2 separate regions of the Oryctolagus cuniculus genome follow, and region 2 is linked to region 1. A link is a contact called in public Micro-C data. All regions are on one chromosome and are shown on one strand. The core of a region is the stretch at or near the end of the contact, and the rest is flanking DNA. Distances in the headings are between cores, read along the strand shown. Region 1 holds the start of RASA1 (RAS p21 protein activator 1). Region 2 holds the start of CCNH (cyclin H).

What was found. Hi-C and Micro-C count contacts between places; a contact is called where the count stands out from the background.
Region 2: a contact with region 1 is called in a Micro-C map of ear pinna, with 5 times the contacts expected there. The contact joins the promoter of CCNH here to the promoter of RASA1 in region 1. A contact is called at or near these places in 2 of 6 Hi-C or Micro-C datasets (ear pinna and an unstated tissue).

What each region holds. Positions count from the first base shown.
Region 1 is chr14:10,198,340-10,202,181 of mOryCun1.1, reverse strand. RASA1 (RAS p21 protein activator 1) reads right to left here and starts at 2,132. Exons shown (of 25, transcript XM_070056402.1): 1 at 1,266-2,132. The coding sequence starts at 1,756.
Region 2 is chr14:10,327,576-10,331,497 of mOryCun1.1, reverse strand. It overlaps CCNH (cyclin H), which reads left to right and starts at 1,911. Exons shown (of 9, transcript XM_002713905.5): 1 at 1,911-2,118; 2 at 3,316-3,438. The coding sequence starts at 2,002.

The DNA.
Region 1 (3,842 bases), core at 883-3,382:
TTGAAAATCAGAATTGCGGGGGGGGGGGGGACACAGAGCTAGAGAATCTTCCATCCAATGGTTCACTCCCCATATCCCATATGGCCACAAGGGCCAGGCAGAAGCCAGGAGCCAAGAGCCTCCTCCAGGTCTCCGATGTAGGTGCAGGGACCCAAGGACTTGGGCCATTCTCCACTGCTTTCCCAGGTTATTAGCAGGGACCTGGATTGGAAGTGAAGCACCTGGGTTTCCAACCAGGCTCATGTGAAATGCTGTTGCTGCAGGTGGCAGCTTTACCTGTTACACCACAGCTGCAAGCCCTCCTCATCACTTTTTAAAGTCTTTCTAAATCCTCCAAAGTATTAAAAACAAAACAAAACAAAACAAAAAACACCTTTGGCTTGTCCAGAGTGACCATCCATCCACATACCAACCAAATGTTTTTTTCCTGATGCTCACCAAGGCTGCTGAAATCCTAAACATCATTTAAGACTGATGTGACAGATCACGTTTTGCCTACTAGTGTCCCTTCCTGTTCCAACATTTAAGTTATATTTAAAAAGTCATGCCCTGCATATTCTAAATGTCAAAATTAATTTCAAATAGAAGACCGTATTGGCCACCAACAAAAATTCTGAAGCGAAGCGCCGTTAAAATCTGTTTCGCATGAAGACTGTACTTCGAGCGTCTGAACTACAAAAGCATTACAGGTCCATCAACCAAGTCAGTCTACGAAACACGTTACCAGCTCAGAACCTGAGTCCTTCATCACACGCCTAACTCTCACAACTCTTCTTTCTCCCGGACCCACGTTCGCCTAAGGGATCAACACTTCGCTGCATCACTCTGCCTTCGTAGACAGAAGTTGGAGAAGTCGGTGCCACAAAAGCAAAGCATTCTGGTCAATGGATTGTTTTCTCTCCACGCTATCCCTACACACTAACTCATCAGGGCGCACACACACACAAGTCCATGTACACTGCGACTGCCTTGGCTCCGGGCAGGCTTGGCGAATCCTGGGGCACCCATTTGCAGGGCACACAACCATATCCGGTTCTCACTGGACACACACTTTTCCCATGCGTCCCATCTTAAAAACTACATCTTCCCAGAGGAGCCATGAACACACAAAGACGCCCCGGGAGCCCGCCTGTCGGGAAGAGGAGCGCTCCAGTTAAATCCCTACGCGCGACACCCGCAGCTCCACCAACTCTGCACAACAAATCACAGCCGCCAGAGAACAAGGTGCGTCTTCCCCCAAGCCCGCAACCGCACAGCCCACTTACTGGTTAGTCGGCGGCGCCGTCAGCGGGATGGCCACCTCTTCCTCCTCGTACTCTGGTCCATCCAGGGAGTCCCCTTCGTCCACCGTGCCCAGACCCGCACCCAGCGGGGGCAGCAGAGGCGGCGGCGGCGGCGGCAGAGGCGGGAAGCCGCCGCCCGGCCCGAGGGTCTCGGCCGGCAGCAAGGGGGTCCCCTTGGGGAGGGCCATGTCCCCACTAGGTCCAGCAGCGCCTCCCCCTGTCAGTCCCGCGCCCCCCAGGGCCCCCGCCACGGACCCGGCCCCCAGGAACCCCGACCCCACAGCGGCCCCGCCACCCAGCGCCCCGGCCTCCACCAGCCCGGGGCAGGGGGCGGCGGCCGCGGGGAGCTTCACGCGACACACCACCGGGTAGGCGGCACCGGAGCCCGCGGCCGCGCCGCCGCCGCCGCCGCCGCCTCCGGCTCCGGCAGCCACCGGGCCGCCCTCCTCACTGCCGGCCTCGGCGGCCATCATGTTGAAGCCCGCTGCGCTCAGCCTGCGCGGCCCGCCCGGGAGCCCCGGGGGCCAGCAGGCCCGGGCTCCGAGCCGCCCCACCCAGGCGCGTCCCCCCTTCAGCTCCCCAGGCGGAGGAAACAACAACAAAAGGAGAGAGCCCGCCGCCGCCGCCGCCGCCGCCGCCGCCGCGCCCCCTCCCCGGGCCACAGCCCAGACTCGCGGAGCCGCCTGCGTTACGGAGCGCCAAGTGGGCAAAAAAAGCCCAGCGCCGGCACAAACGCCGCCCCGGGCTCGCCTCGCACACCCACACTCACGCGCACACACATGCACGGACGCGGAAAACTTCCTGCGCTCGGGAGGAAGGGAAGCCCGGGGGAAGCGGCCGAGGCGGCCGCCGCTCCCTCAGCCGCCGCCGCTCGCTCACCACCCGAGTTCCGGCCACCCCCACCGCAGCCGCCGCCGCCGGGGCCGCTGCCTGGGACGCAGCCCCGGCAGCCGCTGCATCCTCCACCAGCCCGGCGCGGGGAGGGGTGGGCAGGGGAGGCGGGAGGGGCGGGGTGGCGAGGAAACCGCGGCGCTGCTCGCTACCTGCAGCGCTCGGGTAGTGAAACCCGAGACAGACCGGGAGGGAGAGAGAGAGAGAGAGAGAAAGGAGGGCGGGGCCGGGGAGGAGCGGCGGGGAGAGGAAGGGCGGCGGAGGCGGAGGGCGGCTTCTGCGCAGGCGCGGCCGCGCGGGGCGGGCGGGGCGGGAAGCGGCCCGCGAGGGGCGGAGGCGGCGCGGCGGCCTGGCCCGGCCGCGCGCGCGCGCGCGTGTGTGTGCGTGTGTGTGTGTCTGTGTGTGTGTGTGGCAGGCTGACATGAAACCCCGGGAGGCGAGAGGAGCTGGAAGAGCATGGAGCGGAAGGAAGAGCCCACCGGAGCCACTGCCGCGCTCGCTGACGGTGACGAAAAGCGGCGGCGCGGAGGCCCGACGGGGCGGGCGGGCGCGCGGCGAAGGTCAGCGCAGCGCGGGTGTGGGGCGCAGTGACCGCACGGCGACTGCCGCACTGGCAGGTCAGCTCCAAGGCGGCAGTCCCGGAACTCGGGAAAGCGCCGCGGGTGCCGGGAGCCGTGCGGGCAGGCGGTCGTGGTGTGGAGCGCGGTGTCCGCCGCCCCGTGCCGGCGCCCGTCCAGGTGGACGGTGAGGAGGTGTGAGAAGTGCCGGAGCCCGGGGCGGAGCGCCTGCACAAGCCCCTTGTCCAGGGTGTTCAACAGTAATAGCCTGGACCTCACCCTTAAAGCGCACAAGGAGGGGTTTTGTGTTCTCTTTAAAAGTATCCCTGGGGAACTGGTCCCAGGGCCTCCACCACGGGATACCAGGCTCTCAGGATGCTCGAATCCCTTTTTTTTTTTTTTTTTTTTTTTAATAAAGTGGTGTAGCGTTTGCACATAAGCACACCCTCCATGTACACCAACTCCTCTCTGGATTCCTTGCAATAACTAACACAGTGTAAATGCATGTAAATAGCCGTTATACTGTATTGTTTTGGAAATAACAAGAATCAAAATGACATTTTTGGTACAGATGCATGCTTGTAAAATGTTTCCCAGAGTTAGTTAATTCCTCAGATGTGAAGGGCCGACTAGATGCATTCACAGACACGCAGGAATTATTCCCATTGTTTGAAACCAATGGGTTGGCAGCTTGCCTTTTTCGATTCAAAAATTGTTCTGAGTTGGGGTGGATCTCAACACTGAATATCGTTGGATATTGTTCTTTCAGGTCACTATTTTCTCGGCTAAGGATGATCTAACTGACAAAGCAGCATACTGGGGAAGGCAAGGAGCTGTAATAGAAATCCAGGGAAAAGGGAAAGATGACTAAAGGAGATGGGGACGTGCAAGCAAGCCATTCTCCTCTGTAAGTTTGCATAGGTGTATTTACCCAGGCAGTGACGACAAGCAACTGGATTAAGAAGCAGACCTCTGCATGGTGCTCACATGTTAGGCAGTGCACCACTCCAGATGGATCAGTCACAAGAGCTGGAGTTCTCAGAGCGGACTCAGACCAGCAGTGTCCTAAGAACTGGTTACAAATGCAGACGCTCCAGACTTTCTGATTCAG
Region 2 (3,922 bases), core at 662-3,161, 130 kb before region 1:
GTTTTCCCTGACAACTGGAATGTCTGCATTCCTGCATCCTATATAAAAATGTTGGGTTTAATTCCTAAATCTGTCTCCTGACAGCTTCCCACCAGTGCATATCCTGGGAGGTAGTATGATGGCTCAAGTAATTGGATTGCAGCTACCGATGTGGGAGACCTGGATCGTATTTCAAGCTCCAGCCCTGCTGCAATAATTCAGAGTAATACTACTTTTTAGTTGGAACTCAGAATGCAAATAGGTAAAGGCACCAAGTTCTAAGTCCCCACTCTGCCTTCAATTAGAGAAGTAGAAAAGAAATAAACTGGTGCTCAATGGAGTGAATAGTAAAAAAATATCACTCAGGCTAAGTGACTAATGCCGCATCCAGCCTGCTCACTTTATTAAGAATTGTACACAAGCCTTAACATTAGCCTATCACCAACTTTATTCCACAGATGCTTGGATACAGCCCAATTCCTACTATACCTGAAAAAGACAGTTAATTTTCTTAGACTACGATTTGTTTAAGGTTTAAAAAATAGACCAGGAACACCAGGTTTTTCATATTTATCTTCCTAAATGAACCATGACACTCAACAATTTGACTTAGATCCCTGTGGAAATCATAGTCTGCCAACTCTGCCAAATGCCCGTTTGTAGCTGCTTCTATTTAAAACGAAGGAGTTGTCAAATAGCTCACAGAAGAACAAAAGCCACTGAAATGATGCACAGAACTGCCACAAACCCAAGATTGCACACACATACTCTACTTATCTGGATTACTTCTCTCCCTGCCTGCCTTTTGTACCTTTTTCTTTCTTCCTTGTAAGTTCTTCTTTCTCCATCTCCACCAGCTCTTAGTTGTCCATAGTGCATTGGACTCAGACCGCCATGTCCTCTTCAGCATCATCACGTCTTCTTCCCTCTTCCCTACTTTTTAGCAATGCACTGGTCTAGACTACGGACACATGTTCGATGGCACGGATCTCCAAAATGATCAACCACAAATGATAAAATTTAAGGAATTCTAAAACCGTAGCAAACCACAACTGCACCAAAAAGGGGGGGGGCTCCCCCTTTCTTAAATTTGTAAGACATTTTCATAGAAAGCAGAGTAAAGTCATCTTCCACCTGCTTTCACCCCTGTGGACGTTTCAAGACCTAAACTCCGTGTCTCGTCATCATCATCTGATTTTTGGATGAAATTTTCCTGGGGGCTTTGATACACAGAACTAGGTTTCCTTAAATGCGACAAACAGAACTGGCAAAGACTTAACTAATACGGATTTTGTACCTCAAGTGCAATTTTGGAAGCTGTAAACCTCTGTGACGGTAGTTATCGTTAAGACTCCCCAGAGTCCTTTACGAAGATGAGAATCTCAGGAGAACCCCGCAACCACCAGGACTCCCGGCTCCCGAGAGGAACTGGAAGCGGGCGCAAGCGTTACCCACAGGAAGGCAGGGGAGGCGGACAGACGAGGCCCCACTAGTGGCAAGACGGCAGCGTCCCACGTGCACTGCTCCGGTCGGCCAGCCCTGTTCTGCTCTCGGATGGTGACAGGGCTCCCAGGACACTGGTGTCCTCGGCTCTCCCGCCAAACACCCACGAACGCCTCCGCTGCAGGCCTCAAGGACGCAAGATGGCTGCCGACTTCGCGGCTCCCTCGGCGGTGCCCCGCCTCTCCTCAAACACCTTCCCCTTCAACACGGTCACCCTCCCTCGGGAATCTCCCTCAGCCTACTCCTCCCCTCACGCCTCGTCCCCTTCGGGTGCCCTCGGACCAGGCTTCCTTAAGCACCGGCTACAAGGGCCAACGCGCAGTCCCCAGCTCCCTGACCCGAGGGGGCGGGAAAGCCCGCGGCCCCGCCCACGTGCGTCGCAGGAGCCGCGCCGCATCCCGCCCTCCCAGGTTGCTCCGCGCAGGGCTCGGCACGTGATCGTGACGTCAGCGCGCGCGCCGCCGGCCTGGCGCACTCTCGGCTTCCGCGATCCCGCCGCGCTCGGGCTCGGACTTCGCCATGTACCACAACAGCAGCCAGAAAAGGCACTGGACTTTCGCCAGTGAGGAGCAGCTGGGCCGACTGCGGGCCGACGCCAACCGCAAATTCAAATGCAAAGCGGTGGCGAACGGGAAGGTGAGATTCCCCTCGAGGGGCGAGGGGCCGGTGCGGTGCGCGGCTCTCAGCCTGGTCGGCGGCGGGAGCTCCCCGGGCGCCCCCCGCGGCCTCTGCCTCGGCGGCGCGGGTGTGCGTGCGGGTGTTGGACAAGTGGGCGGGCGCCTTGCCGGGGTCCGAGTCGAGCCAGCGCAGTCCCCGCGTCGGGAGGCAGACGAGTAACTAGTGCTCGTAGCACGCTGAGAGCGCGCGGGCGGGCGCCTTCCACTCGCCCCGAGGGGATGGCGGGGAAGGCTTTTCCCCCGGGTGCAGGGTGCGGGAGATCGCGCGGGTGAAAAGTGGGCGGCGAGAAGTTGCCGGGCGGTGCGAGGTGTGTGGCTGCTGCTGCGGAGGGGGGGAGGGGTGGTCGCAGGGGCTGGGGAGGGCAGGCGAGGGACTTGGAATCTGTACTGAAAAGGCGGGAAACCTTGCAGAAATTCCAGCGGGAAATTAACTTTCTGGGATCTTGGTTCTGGAAGGCGATCTCAGGCAGCCTGGAGGGGAGCGCGTCAGGCGAGGCAGAGAGGAGACCCTGAGCCCAGCCAGTTGAAGACTGCCCACGGCCCCATAGCCACATCCCTTCCGTTAGGGGTCCCCGCCGGCTTTAATCCGTCAGCTCCACCCCTACCCCACCCCCCACCCACCCAGCACACGCCTCACTCCAGCAAGGGTCCCATGCGCCAGACCTGTTGGTACTGAGCTGCTCTAACTCACGTGTGTTTGCTATCACTGTGTTGCACCTGTGCTAACGATCGAGCGCTACTTTTAAAATAAAGTGCCCAGGACTGGGTAGCTTACAACAGCAGAAGTAGTGAAGGTGCTTACTGTTTCCTGTCGCAGCTGTGTGACATGATGGTTGACGGACAGAGAGATGCTGGAAGTTTGCCAACCACTGGAAGACCGTGTGCTTTTCGATTTATAATCGATGGCATCAGATCTGTTAGCATACGTATGCACGGACTTGGCTTCATGAAGTTCAGCTGACAGTCTGAGGCATTGAAATGACCACATACACTCTGACATGTTTTCCTGAAGCTGTTTTGTTTATGATGAGCGAGTCTAAAGAGAAAATGAGGCGTGGTGTATTTGTGTTTGTTCGAGAGGAAAGCTAAATGTAGTAAGAGAAGGCTTTGACGGTATTTAATTCACTGAACCTGTGCTCTGATTTTTGATCAAAAGGTTCTTCCAAATGATCCAGTGTTTCTTGAGCCTCACGAAGAAATGACACTCTGCAAATACTATGAGAAAAGATTACTGGAATTCTGTTCCGTGTTTAAGCCAACAATGCCAAGGTCTGTTGTGGTAAGTTATGGTGGCTTTGGAGTTTAATGTCCTTTTAGTGACTTATGAAATCTGACCTCTTTGAAATCTAATAAATTTTCTGTTGACTGCTCAAAAATTTACCTTGGTTTTAATTGTTCAGTTTTTGCTGTATATTTTTCAATAAAGGCCAAAAATTATGAATTACTGTATTGTGTCTTGCAAAGTATTTCTTAGTCACATTTCATAGTCAAAAGAGCCTAGAGGTCTAGTAGACAGGCAGTGACAGCTCATTCAATAGAAGAATAAAAAATCAAATTGCTTTCCAGTTGTTCACTAGTGAACAGTAGAACTGGAACCAGAACGCAGACCAGTGCTTTTTCAAAGGTACCTGTTTGAAATACTGTGTTCATTTATCAGTTGTAATCATATGCTGCAGCTGAAATTCATGCCACAGATTGGTTTTTAAGATTTATTTGTTGGAAAGGCAGACTTGGAGAGACAGGCAGAGATGTCCATCCGCTGC